Regions from separate parts of the Mus musculus genome. Here region 2 is linked to region 1. Evidence: chromatin contacts called from public Hi-C data. All regions are on one chromosome and are shown on one strand. Each heading gives the region's core, a stretch centred on a gene start, on an enhancer-like site or on the middle of the called end of the contact. The rest is flanking DNA. Distances are from core to core; before and after follow the strand shown. Region 1 has its middle 20 kb from the start of Khdrbs1. Region 2 holds the start of Spocd1 (SPOC domain-containing protein 1).

The links. Hi-C and Micro-C count contacts between places; a contact is called where the count stands out from the background.
Region 2: a Hi-C map of bone marrow-derived macrophages shows a contact between it and region 1, with 45 read pairs. The contact joins the promoter of Spocd1 here to the enhancer-like site in region 1. A contact is called at or near these places in 44 of 484 Hi-C or Micro-C datasets (the AML12 cell line, the Ba/F3 cell line, CD8 T cells and 31 more), 19 of 115 datasets of contacts at active chromatin or transcription factors (the 230-238 cell line, CD4 T cells, DN3 thymocytes and 14 more) and 4 of 9 other capture datasets (adipose tissue, embryonic stem cells, liver and 1 more).

The regions. Positions count from the first base shown.
Region 1 is chr4:129,759,472-129,764,893 of GRCm38.p6, reverse strand. It overlaps the pseudogene Gm12967. Among named protein-coding and RNA genes, the nearest start is that of Khdrbs1, 20 kb to the right of the region's middle. Within about 2 kb of position 3,088, at least 68 of the 459 cell types and tissues checked have an H3K27ac peak or open chromatin away from gene starts, as enhancers often do. A contact at or near this core is called in the 230-238 cell line, CD8 T cells, DN3 thymocytes and 13 more, where this site is marked.
Region 2 is chr4:129,926,397-129,931,818 of GRCm38.p6, reverse strand. Spocd1 (SPOC domain-containing protein 1) reads right to left here and starts at 3,052. Exons shown (of 15, transcript XM_017320505.1): 1 at 3,021-3,052; 2 at 1,616-2,570. The coding sequence starts at 3,022.

The DNA.
Region 1 (5,422 bases), core at 1,839-4,338:
GGCCAGAAAACAGGTGGGGCTCAGGGGCTGTTAACACAGGGGGCCATAAAGTCTTGTGCTACCAACTATCAAGTACATCAAAGCCAAGTGATTTTAGTATAGTTCTCCTTTCACTTGGAATCCAGACAGTGAAATTCTCCATTGCTAGTGTGTTTCAAATTGGAGAGCAGGAACATTGTAGAGAAAGATGAAAACAACAACAAAAAAGTAAATGAGTATGTTATCTGTAGGACTGCTGAGTGTTATAGCTCACACTTGTAATCCCAGGACATAGAAGTCTAAGGCGGGAGGATTGAGAGTCCAAGGCTAACCTGGGCTACATACCAAAACCCATCTCTAAATACATACATACAAAACCAGAAATGAAGAGCCAAACAACTGAAAAGGCGTCTGCAGAATTATCCACCCTGCCTCAGAAAGAAGAGAGTGAACTTGTTGCTGAAGTGGAACTTGTTGCTGCCTTCTTCCATGTTCCCTTTACCACTGCCAGCACATGGCTATTGGTGATGCTTGGTTCGGAGGACCTGACCTTCCTTTCCACAGGATTCAGGCTGTTAGTGCTCCCTTCTTTATTGCTTTGCTACAGTTTTACCCCAACAGTTATTAGAATGGGAATACTCAGAGGTTCCCTAGCGATCCACTGGAAACAAAGTATTCTTTGTTCCTTTAGTCATCGCAATCTAATTTCCACATGACAATGAGGACCAATCACTCCAGCCAATATTGCAAACTCCTTTTCCACCGTCAGCTCAATAGTATGATGATCTCCAGATAACCAGGGGGGACATCTGAGCTTGTAAAACAGATAGAAGCAATTTAATGTGTGTCTTCCCTGGAGGAGGCTGAGAAACAGCCTCTTCAAATCCACTGAACAAGATGTTACAAGGACAAAAAAAAGCCAAAATCGGGTGAATTATTAAGGACAAAGGTGAAAAAGATCATCACGATATCCACCCTGGAACCTTGCATTCTGACATGTTGAAGAGGACACACCACCCCCGTGCCTCTGGGTTGCGGGGACACCGAGGCAGGGTTTCGCTATGTGGTTCTGGCTATCCTAGAACTCACACTGTAGACAAGGCTGGCCTCGAACTCACAGAGATTTGCCTGTTACTGCCTCCCAAGTGCTAGGATTAAAGTAATGCACCAACTCCACCATCCAAGAAAGGCTGTCCTGGAACTCTCTCTGTAGACCAGGCTAGCCTAGAACTCAGACACTTACCAGTGTCTGTCTCTCCTGAATGCTGGGATAAGAGGCATGGACCACCATGGCCAGCCAAGAATGGAGGCTTAATTGCTCGATTTGAGCTTTAGCACAGTAATTCAATAGTTTCAGAATTAATCTGTTCATTAAGATTGACTTGAGGTTTTATGAATTGTATTATTTAATAGGATATTGAAAATGTTCTAGGGCTGGAGAGATGGTACTGACTGCTCTTCCAGAGGTCCTGAGTTCAAATCCCAGCAACAACATGGTAGCTTACAGCCATCCCTAATTAGATCTGATGCTCTTTTCTGGGGTGTCTGAAGACAGCTACAGTGTAATTACATATAATAAATAAATAAATCTAAAGGAAGGAAGGAAGGAAGGAAGGAAGGAAGGAAGGAAGGAAGGAAAGAAAGAAAGAAAGAAAGAAAGAAAGAAAGAAAGAAAGAAAGAAAGAAAGAAAGAAAGAAAGAAAGAAAGAAAGGCAGGCCGGCCAAGCAGTGGTGGTGCACGCCTTTAATCCCAGCACTTGGGAGGCAGAGGCAGGTGGATTTCTGAGTTCGAGGCCAGCCTGGTCTACAAAGTGAGTTCCAGGACAGCCAGGGCTGCACAGAGAAACCCTGTCTTGAAAAACCAAAAAAAAAAAAAAAAAAAAAAAAAAGAAACCATGTCTCAAAAACAAACAAACAATAAAAAATTTTAAAAAGAGGGCTGGAGAGATGGCTCAGTGGTTAAGAGCACTGACTGCTCTCCCAGAGGACCTGAGTTCAATTCCCAGCAACCACATGGTGGCTCACAGCCATCTGTAATCGGATCTGATGCCCTCTTCTGGTGTGTCTGAAGACAGCTACAGTGTACTCATATAAATAAAATAAATAAATCTTTTAAAAAAAATTTTTTAAAAAGAAAGAAAATGTTCTACAAAGAAATGATATAAGTGAATTATATGCATACAGAGCCTGAAAAGACCAGAAGGGGGAGCCAGAGCCCCTTGGAGTTACAGATGATTAGGAACTGTCCTATGGGTGCTGGGAATAGAACCTGAGTCCTCCAAAAGAGCAGTGAGTGCTCTTTACCACTGAACCATCTTTCTTTTATTTCCTTCCTTCCTTCCTTCCTTCCTTCCTTCCTTCCTTCCTTCCTTCCTTCCTTCCTTCCTTCCTTCCTTCCTTCCTTCCTTCCTTCCTTTCTCTCTCTCTCTCTCTCTCTCTCTCTCTCTTTCTTTCTTTTCTTTTGGTTTTAAGAGACAGGGTTTCTCTGTATAGCCCTGGCTGTCCTGGAACTCACTCTGTAGACCAGGCTGGCCTCGAACTCAGAAATCCACCTGCCTCTGCCTCCCGAGTGCTGGGATTAAAGGCATGCGCCACCATTGCCCGGCCAACCTTGAACTTCAGATCCCTCTGTTTGTTTCTGCCCCTGGAATTACAGGCCTTTGCCACCATGCTTAGCTTTTATATTTTCTTTAGGTTTTCTCTTCTTTTTTTTCCCCCCCAACCCCCTTAAACAAAGGTTTGATAAACTTTAAGGAAGGAATCTTTTGGGGTTTTTTGTTTTGTTTTGTTTTTTTGTTTTTTGTTTTTTTGTTTTGGTTTGGTTTGGTTTTTCAAGACAAGGTTTCTCTGTGTAGCCCGTGGCTGTCCTAGAACTCTCACTGTAGACCAGGCTAGACTAGAAAGAACTCAGACATTCACCAGCTTTGGCTCCTGAGTGCTGGAATTAAAAGCATGGGCTAGCTCTTCCAATCTCTTTGGCCTCGCCGGTAGAAGCAAGATGACAAAGGGAATGTTATCCTTTGGTAAGCGTCACAACAAGACACACACACTGTGCCTGCGGCTCCAAGGCCTACCACCTTCAGAAGTCGACTTGTGGCAAATGTGGTTACCCTGCCAAGCGCAAGAGGAAGTATAACTGGAGTGGCAAGGCTAAGAGACGAAACACTACCGGGCCTGGTCGGATGAGGCACCTAAAGATTGTCTACCGCAGATTCAGACATGGACTCCGTGAGGGGACAACACCGAAAGCCAAGAGGGCAGCTCTTGCAGCATCCAGTTCATCTTAAGGATTTCAATCAGTCATAAAATAAATGTTCTGCTTTCAAAAAAAATAAAAAATAAAAGCATGGGCTACCATGTCCAGCAAAGAAAAGAGTTTTAATTGCTTGATTTGAGCTTTAGCATAGTAATTCAATAGTTTCAGAATTAATCAGCTCATTAAGGTTGACTTGAACTTTTATGAATTACAAGTATATTTCATAGGATATTGAAAATGTTGTATAAAGAAATCACAGGATTCAAAAAAAGCATACCAAGTTTTACAGTATGAGCTATAATCTATGTAATAAATCTAGCTGTAATCTATGTAATAATCTATGTAATAAATCTATATAATTTTAGGGGGTTATAGCTCAGTCTTGGGTTTTAAATCATCAAATTGGTCACATAAATGTTAAAGTATTATCCTCAAGTCAGAAAGTAGATAAAGGATAAGACAGAGAAAAACAAAGTGATTTTCACAGTTACCACATCACAATATTCAAATATTCATTGTAAAAAATCCACAAAAGCCAGCCAGCTGTGGTGGTATGTACCTTTAAACCCAGCACAAGAGAGGCAGAGATAGGCAGATCTTTTATGAGTCCCAGGCTAGCCTGGTCTACATAGTTAGTTACACAGTGAGATCCTGCTCAAAACCAACCATGTAGTGTCTCAGAAATGAGTACCAGACTCTAGTTAAGCTTGTTGTAAAACCTGTGTGACTCCACAGAGCACCTCAGGGAAATCCTGCCTAGAGTGAGTGTAGACTGTAGTGTAGATGACAGTTCTGCTGGTTCAAATTCACTCTGGCTGGTACTCAAAGGATGCTGGGGGCTGCTGGTACCCACAGCATGGTCAAAGCCACCATACTCAGTTTCAGTGGCTTCCTGTGGTACTGGAAAAGGGCATGGTAAATCTGGACCGGGTCTTCTGAGTTTGACAGTGTCCCTCCTCCACAGCTGTGTGCCCATATGCAAGCACCTGGTCAGGACAGGTGTCAAGACCAAAGCCCTGCCTTATCTGCTGTATACCAGGAAGTGAACTGACTTTGTACATGGCTGACTGGCTGTCCTGGCCTCAAGAAAAGGAAACGCCATGATGATCAATCAGGCTCGTTGAGAGGCTGGTGATCTATGGGAGGCTTCAGCCTCTTCCTCCCTTGGCTTGTGCATCATCTAGTTGTCCAGTCAGATAGTAGAACAGGATCAACACCTTGTGCGGGGTCCAGGGATGGGTACCTCAGAATCACAAGTGTTCTAAGGAGCTTGTCTTGGGGGAAATGTCCACTTGTAAAGGTAGTAAGCCACTAACCTGAGCCACACAAGCCGCGCTGATCTGATAGCCTGTGACTCTGGAGGTCAGGGTGAATGCAAGGAATCAGCTTAGTGGGGTAGAATCGACTAACCAGTCCCATCATTTTATAAACCAGTTCTTTTTGAAAGTCCCTTTACAATTCTAGAAGGCTGGCAAATTGGTCATTAGGTAAAAGTGCTGGTTACCAAACCCTGACAATGGGTTCAGTGCCTAGAACCTACATGCTACGAGGGAAGAACCAATGCTTGCAAGTTGTCCTCTGACTCCTATGTGCATACATAAATGCCATTGTGTGTGTGTGTGTGTGTGTGTGTGTGTGTGTGTGTGTGTGTGACACTGTGGCTCCAGATCTCCAGTGGCTCTCAGGCAGTTTCCAGGAAGGCTGTTTCCAACACCGAGAGAGCATTAACATCTCCATTTCCTGTCCTGCGAAGCCTTCATTGCATTAGGGGAGAATGGAGGTGTTCAGGCAGTGTGTTTTGCTTTTTTACACACTGAGTGTGGTGTCAGGCTCGACATTCCAGGAGGACAAATGATTACTAAGACTGACTGGAGGCGATTAGGGAGAAGCAGCTGAGAGGTAGGCAGGCCCTGAACCATCATTCGGTTGCTGAGAAACCTCTAATGCCTTTCCCATGCGCGCTCAAGAGGCTTATAAAAATAAAATAAAATCCACTTAAACGGATTTCCTTTTAAACAGAAGGGAGATCCCTCAGATCCAGACATGTTGAACTACTCATGAGTCCTCACCCTTGCTGGCTTCTCTCCTCCCTGTAAGCTCTATTCTCGTGATTTCTCCAGGGTTCCCCCTTTAGTACTGAGAATGAAGCCCACAGCCTCACACATGCCCTGAGTCCATTCCCAGGTG
Region 2 (5,422 bases), core at 1,803-4,302, 170 kb before region 1:
GGACCTTGACCTACCATCTCGACAAAAGCCAAAATATAGATGCTTGCAAGAATAATATCACAGAGTTGGGATAAAATTATCCTACAAACAAGGATAAACACATAGGCAGCTCATTGCCTCCTGTCTCAGTGTTACTAATGAGCTCTTTGACCCTGACTGGTCATTTTATCTCTTGGAGCCTCTGTGACCAAATCAGTGCAATGGGTATATATCATCAGTGTTTACCTCAGAAGTTGTACAAAGATCTCAGATAACACACTCAGCACCTGGCATGTTGAACAAGCTTAGCCGATGACATTGAATGCGCAAGCACACAAGACAAACTTCCTGGGTTTGGTTCCCACTGTCACTTCCTTTTCTTTGCTTCATATAATTATATCAAAAGCATCTAGCACATAATACACGTTCAATAAATATAAAAGCAATCGGTTATATGGGAAAAATAAGTACTATCTTCCACCCCTGGCTTGTAGACATTAGATATGGTTATTAACAAAATTCATATCATAATTAAACAGACAACGAATGCAGAGAGAAACAGTGACAAGAGAGAACACGGAAGGATGGAAGCCCCGACTCCATCCCTGTGTGAACTTGGAGAGGTCTGTTAATTCCCCCGAGCCTCAGTTTCCCCATCTGGTAAAGTGGGCTAATTCTTGTCTTGAGGGACTATTACTAACACTATAAAAAAAGCAAACATCACTCAGGTGGCAGAGGCAGGCGGATTTCTGAGTTCGAGGCCAGCCTGGTCTACAAAGTGAGTTCCAGGACAGCCAGGGCTATACAGAGAAACCCTGTCTCGAAAAACCAAAAAAAAAAAAAAAAAAAGCAAACATAATGGAAGTGGAGTGACTTACCTCCCATCTTGAGCTAGACACTTTATTTTATGTCCTATCTCATTATCCCATTAAAGAGGGGTGTGTATATCCTTTTTATTTCAGACAGGGTCTCACCAGGTAGTCCTGGTTGGCCTGGAACTCACTTTGTAGACCAGGGTGACCGCAAATGCATAGAGACCTACCTTTGACCTGCTTCTGCCTCCAGAATGCTGGAATCAAAGGCATTTGCCATCTTACCCAGCTTATTATATATATTATTAATCTTATTGAATGAGAGAAAAGTTATTAAAGAATAGTGGGAGGCAATTCCTCCAGGAAGTAGGCTAGAGCAGGATTTGAACCCAGGACTTGCTGCCTCTAACAGATAATGGGCCCTCACAGGAACTCAGTAATGTCGTTTATTTTTTTCCTTTCCTGACTCTAGAATTTCAATGTATAGAATCTGGGAAGCTGGGCTTAGTAAGCCACACACCTGTAATCCCAGAGACTGAGAACCTGAAGCACTAGAGTCAAAAGTTCAAAGCTACTGTAGGCTACAGTGAGTTCAAAGCCAGCCTAGGCAACTTAGTGAGAACCCCATATCAAAATAAAAGGGGCTTGGGGGATGCGGTTTAGTCATAGAGTGTCTGTTTAGCGTGTGTGAGGCCCTGGGTTCAGTCCCCAACAAACCAAACAGAACAAGTCCGAGAGAAGACGCTCAATAAGAGACACTGGAGTTTACTTCTGTTAAGTGCCACACCCAGCCATCCTACCCTAAACTATCAGCTTCAACTTACCAGTCTGGGAAAATCCTTTTTACTGGCTCCCTCTGCGTGATCCTGGCTTGAGTCATCTGGACTTGTCCAAGGCCGCTTCTTCACATGTGTAGGTCTTCTCTGCTCTAGGGGTGCACCATCGAGCCCACCCAAGGGCTCTGGGGAGCTAGCACAGGAATTGGCTGGGGCAGAAAGTCCTTGTTCCAGCTCCATCCTGGACCCTGACTGGGCCTTGTCCTCTGGCCCCACCGGGTCAGGTGGAGTGCCAGGGCTGCCAACCACAAACGCGGGCTGTACTTCCTGCTGATCTGTAGAATCCTCAGTCAGCACCTCTGGGTACAGTGCTGGACTCTGAAGAGGCTCCTGGGTGACCAGACTAAGGGGCTCGCCTCCAAAGAGCCCTGGGAATTCAAAAAGGTGATCAAGGCTGTCTGGCGCAACCCCATCCTTAGAAAAGAGCATGTTTTCAACCTCGGTTTCTACAGCACATTCCACCCAACTTCCACCTGGCTCTCCAGGCTCAGTGTCCTTAGAAGAAAGAAGCCTTGGGGGACCTGCAAAGGCCTCTGGAGAAGCACACTCGGGAGGGTCCCCATCTGGTCTTTGACCAAACCTCAGGGAAAAACCTGACTTTTCCTCCTCCTGGGGACAGATTCCACACTTCCTGCATTTCCTTCGGAAAGGGGGCAGGACTGGAGATGGGGGCGGGCCCTTTGCACTGAGCCCCTCTTTGCTGAGTGTAGGATCCTCTGGGGAAACCATTCCTTCGACAGTGGTGGCTTGTCTAAAGCTGGGGCTGCTGGCCTCTTCCATTCCTGCTGGCCCCTCTGTACAGACCAGTACTCTATCTGGGAAGTCCAGTGATGTACCACAAAGACTTCTGGAGCTTCCAGTAGCCAAGAAGTCACACAGAGAGTCCTGGAACCTAGACAATGTCCTCTGTCCACCAGCCCTGGCTAAAAACTTGTCAACAGGCCTATGTGGAAAAGAGGGAGGTCTCAGGGAAAGCCTGACTGGGTAGTCCTCCCCGGCTTGCCAACTCACCTCCTAGACATGCTCCCTCCCCCGACCCCCACTCCTCGCACTAGTCTGCAGAAGGGAAGCTATCCAGATAGGGCCACTCCTCTGAGCTTCCCAAGAGCTTTTTTACCCTTTAAGCTTTCTGCTTAAATGAAAAAGGGTAAAAGTCACTACTTATCAGTGACACTGTGAAATGAGGTATCTCGCTTCACCCTAGCTGGTTCAGAGACTGCCCAAAAGCACACAGAGAGCAGAAAAGAGGAGATTCTCCCAGAAATGCAAAAGCCAGCTCCACACGGAGCAGAAATCTCAGCCCTATCTATACCCCACTCCTATAAACAGGACTCTGAATCAAGCCAGTCCCTGAACGCACTAGGACCTCCGACCTAAAGCTCCAACCGCTTACATCTGAGCTGCTACAGCTCCTTCTCCTTCTACTCCTGGGGGGCCGGGGGGGGGGGTTGAGGGAAGAAGCACGTGATGCGGAGAAGATGGTCCTGGATCCAAGGGGTGGGAGGCAGGACCTGGTGGTGCCCAGCAACGGCTCCCTAGGGGTGCTGGCGTTCTTGTCCAGCAGGAGGCGCTCGCTCCCTGCCGAGGGCTTCTGGGAGGAGGTGCCAATCATTCTGCCTCCACGCGACCGGGCGGGGTGCGGGGTGCGTGGGCAAAGGAATCGCAGACCCCCCGGATGCCGAAAGCTGCCTAAGATTGTAAACAGAGTGGAGGAGGTGTCTGAAACCCCTGGGGATTGTTAAACTCAAATCTGATTATTTTTCCTAATTAGATATTTTAATATTGTCTGGCATACAATATATCTAGACACACATGTGCCTTCTAGTCGAATAGAACGTCAAGAAATAGAAAAGTTTAAACTTCCTCTCATTTCTCAACCCTCTACTCTGTGGAACTTTGGGGTTTTTCTTTGTGGTCGATTTTGTTTGCCTGATTTCATAGCTATGGGTGACACTCCCATGCACATATCACTTGGCTCTTAAAATTTAAAAACCAAGTGATATGGCACTTAATAATCCATTAATCTATTAATTATTTATATTTATTGTTAATAGTATAATTAGTTGTTGATTATATATATTATAATTTATGATTAATTAGTTATTGATCCCACATGTGGTGACTTTATTTACTATTCTTTCCCCCCTCCACCCAGTTTTTAGTTTTTGAATATTTTTTAATTTTTAAAAATTGAATGTATTGGGCATGGTGGCCCATACCTTTAATCCCAGCACTCGGGAGGCAGAGGCAAGCGGATTTCTGAGTTCCAGGCCAGCCTCGTCTACAAAGTGAGTTCCAGAACAGCCAGGGCTATACAAGAGAAACCCTGTCTCAAAAAAAAAACGACAAATAAATAAATAAATAAATAAATAAATAAATAAATAAATAAATAGGAGGAGGAGGGAGAAGGAAGGGAAAGAGAGAGAGACAGAGAGAGAGAGAGAGAGAGAGAGAGAGAGAGAGAGAGAGAGAGAGAGAGAGAGAGAGAAGCAAAGTAAAATGTGAAGTCTGCCCAGCACCACCCTCTGCCTTTGAATTCAGAGGCCAGCCTGGGTGTATAAGACCCTGCCCCGAATTAAATAGATACAACAAATAAAATACCAGTTGCAAGGGATTCTGGGAAGCCACTTCCACCTCACCTCTTCCCAAGAGAGCAGGAAGGCACACTGGAATGGGAGAATGGAAGCAATATTTGAAAATATCTTTCATCTAATTAATATGTCAATTGCTTTCTCTCTCTTATGAATTTTGATTTGATTTGGCCTCATGAATCTCAGACTGGCCTAGAAATCAGTAAGTAACCAATGGGAGCCTTAATCTTCTCACTTCCAGGGTGCTGGGATCACAGGTGTGGACTACCACAGTGGTTTATGCCATGCTAGGGATGGAGCTAGGGTTTCGGGCATGGTGGGTAACCACTCTGCCCATTGAGCCACATCTCCAGGCCCTCAGTGGGTATTTTTAAATATCAGTCATGTGTTAAAAATACCCCATGTCCGTGGGGTATTTTTAAATCTCACATTACTATTGTGGATTTATGTGTCTAAATTCCTGCTTTAGATATTTCAAAACCACTTTTTAAGAAGCATTCGAAAAATACTTTTTTTTTTAAAGTATGGAACTCAAGGATAATGTTTGTCTTAAAAGCTTATTTATTTCAGCGTAATTTCCAGCTTGGGAAGAAATAAAGGTGCAAATGTATATATTTCTAGAATCTCCGTGCATGCCTCGCCTGCTCTCCTGCTTATTTGCTCTGTGTGTTATCAAGGAACACTCCCTACAGCTCAGCAGCCGGCCACAGGGCTGTCTGCTAAGCTCTGAATCCCCTGTGACCTTTGGGTCCCAGGCTCCAGCTTGGGCACTGGAGTGTCCTTGGCTCTGCCATCTCCTGTTCTAAGGTGTCCTTGTCACTCCTTGTTTCTCACAGCCTTGAACAGTTGTTGAGGGGGACCGTACTCCTCTTGCACAGTGCTTATCAGCTGGGGTTTCTCTAATGGCTTCCTCCCGCATTCGGCCTTCTTCAGAGTGCCACTGAGGGGAAGTGTCTTCTGTCACGTCCTACTGGGGCAGGTGACAGCTCCCAGTGACATTAACCTTCACCACGGGTAGAGTGTTTTCCGGATTTGGCCACGGCCAACTTGCTATTTTAAGAGTGTTAAGATGGAGAGAGGTAGTATTTTCAAAGGCTTTTTCAAAGTGGCGTTCTACAACGTCAAACAGAAAAACAATGCAGCCGGCTCCTCCTAACATTCTGCCTTTGCTTTCTGTATTTTCCTTGTTCCACAATTAATATAT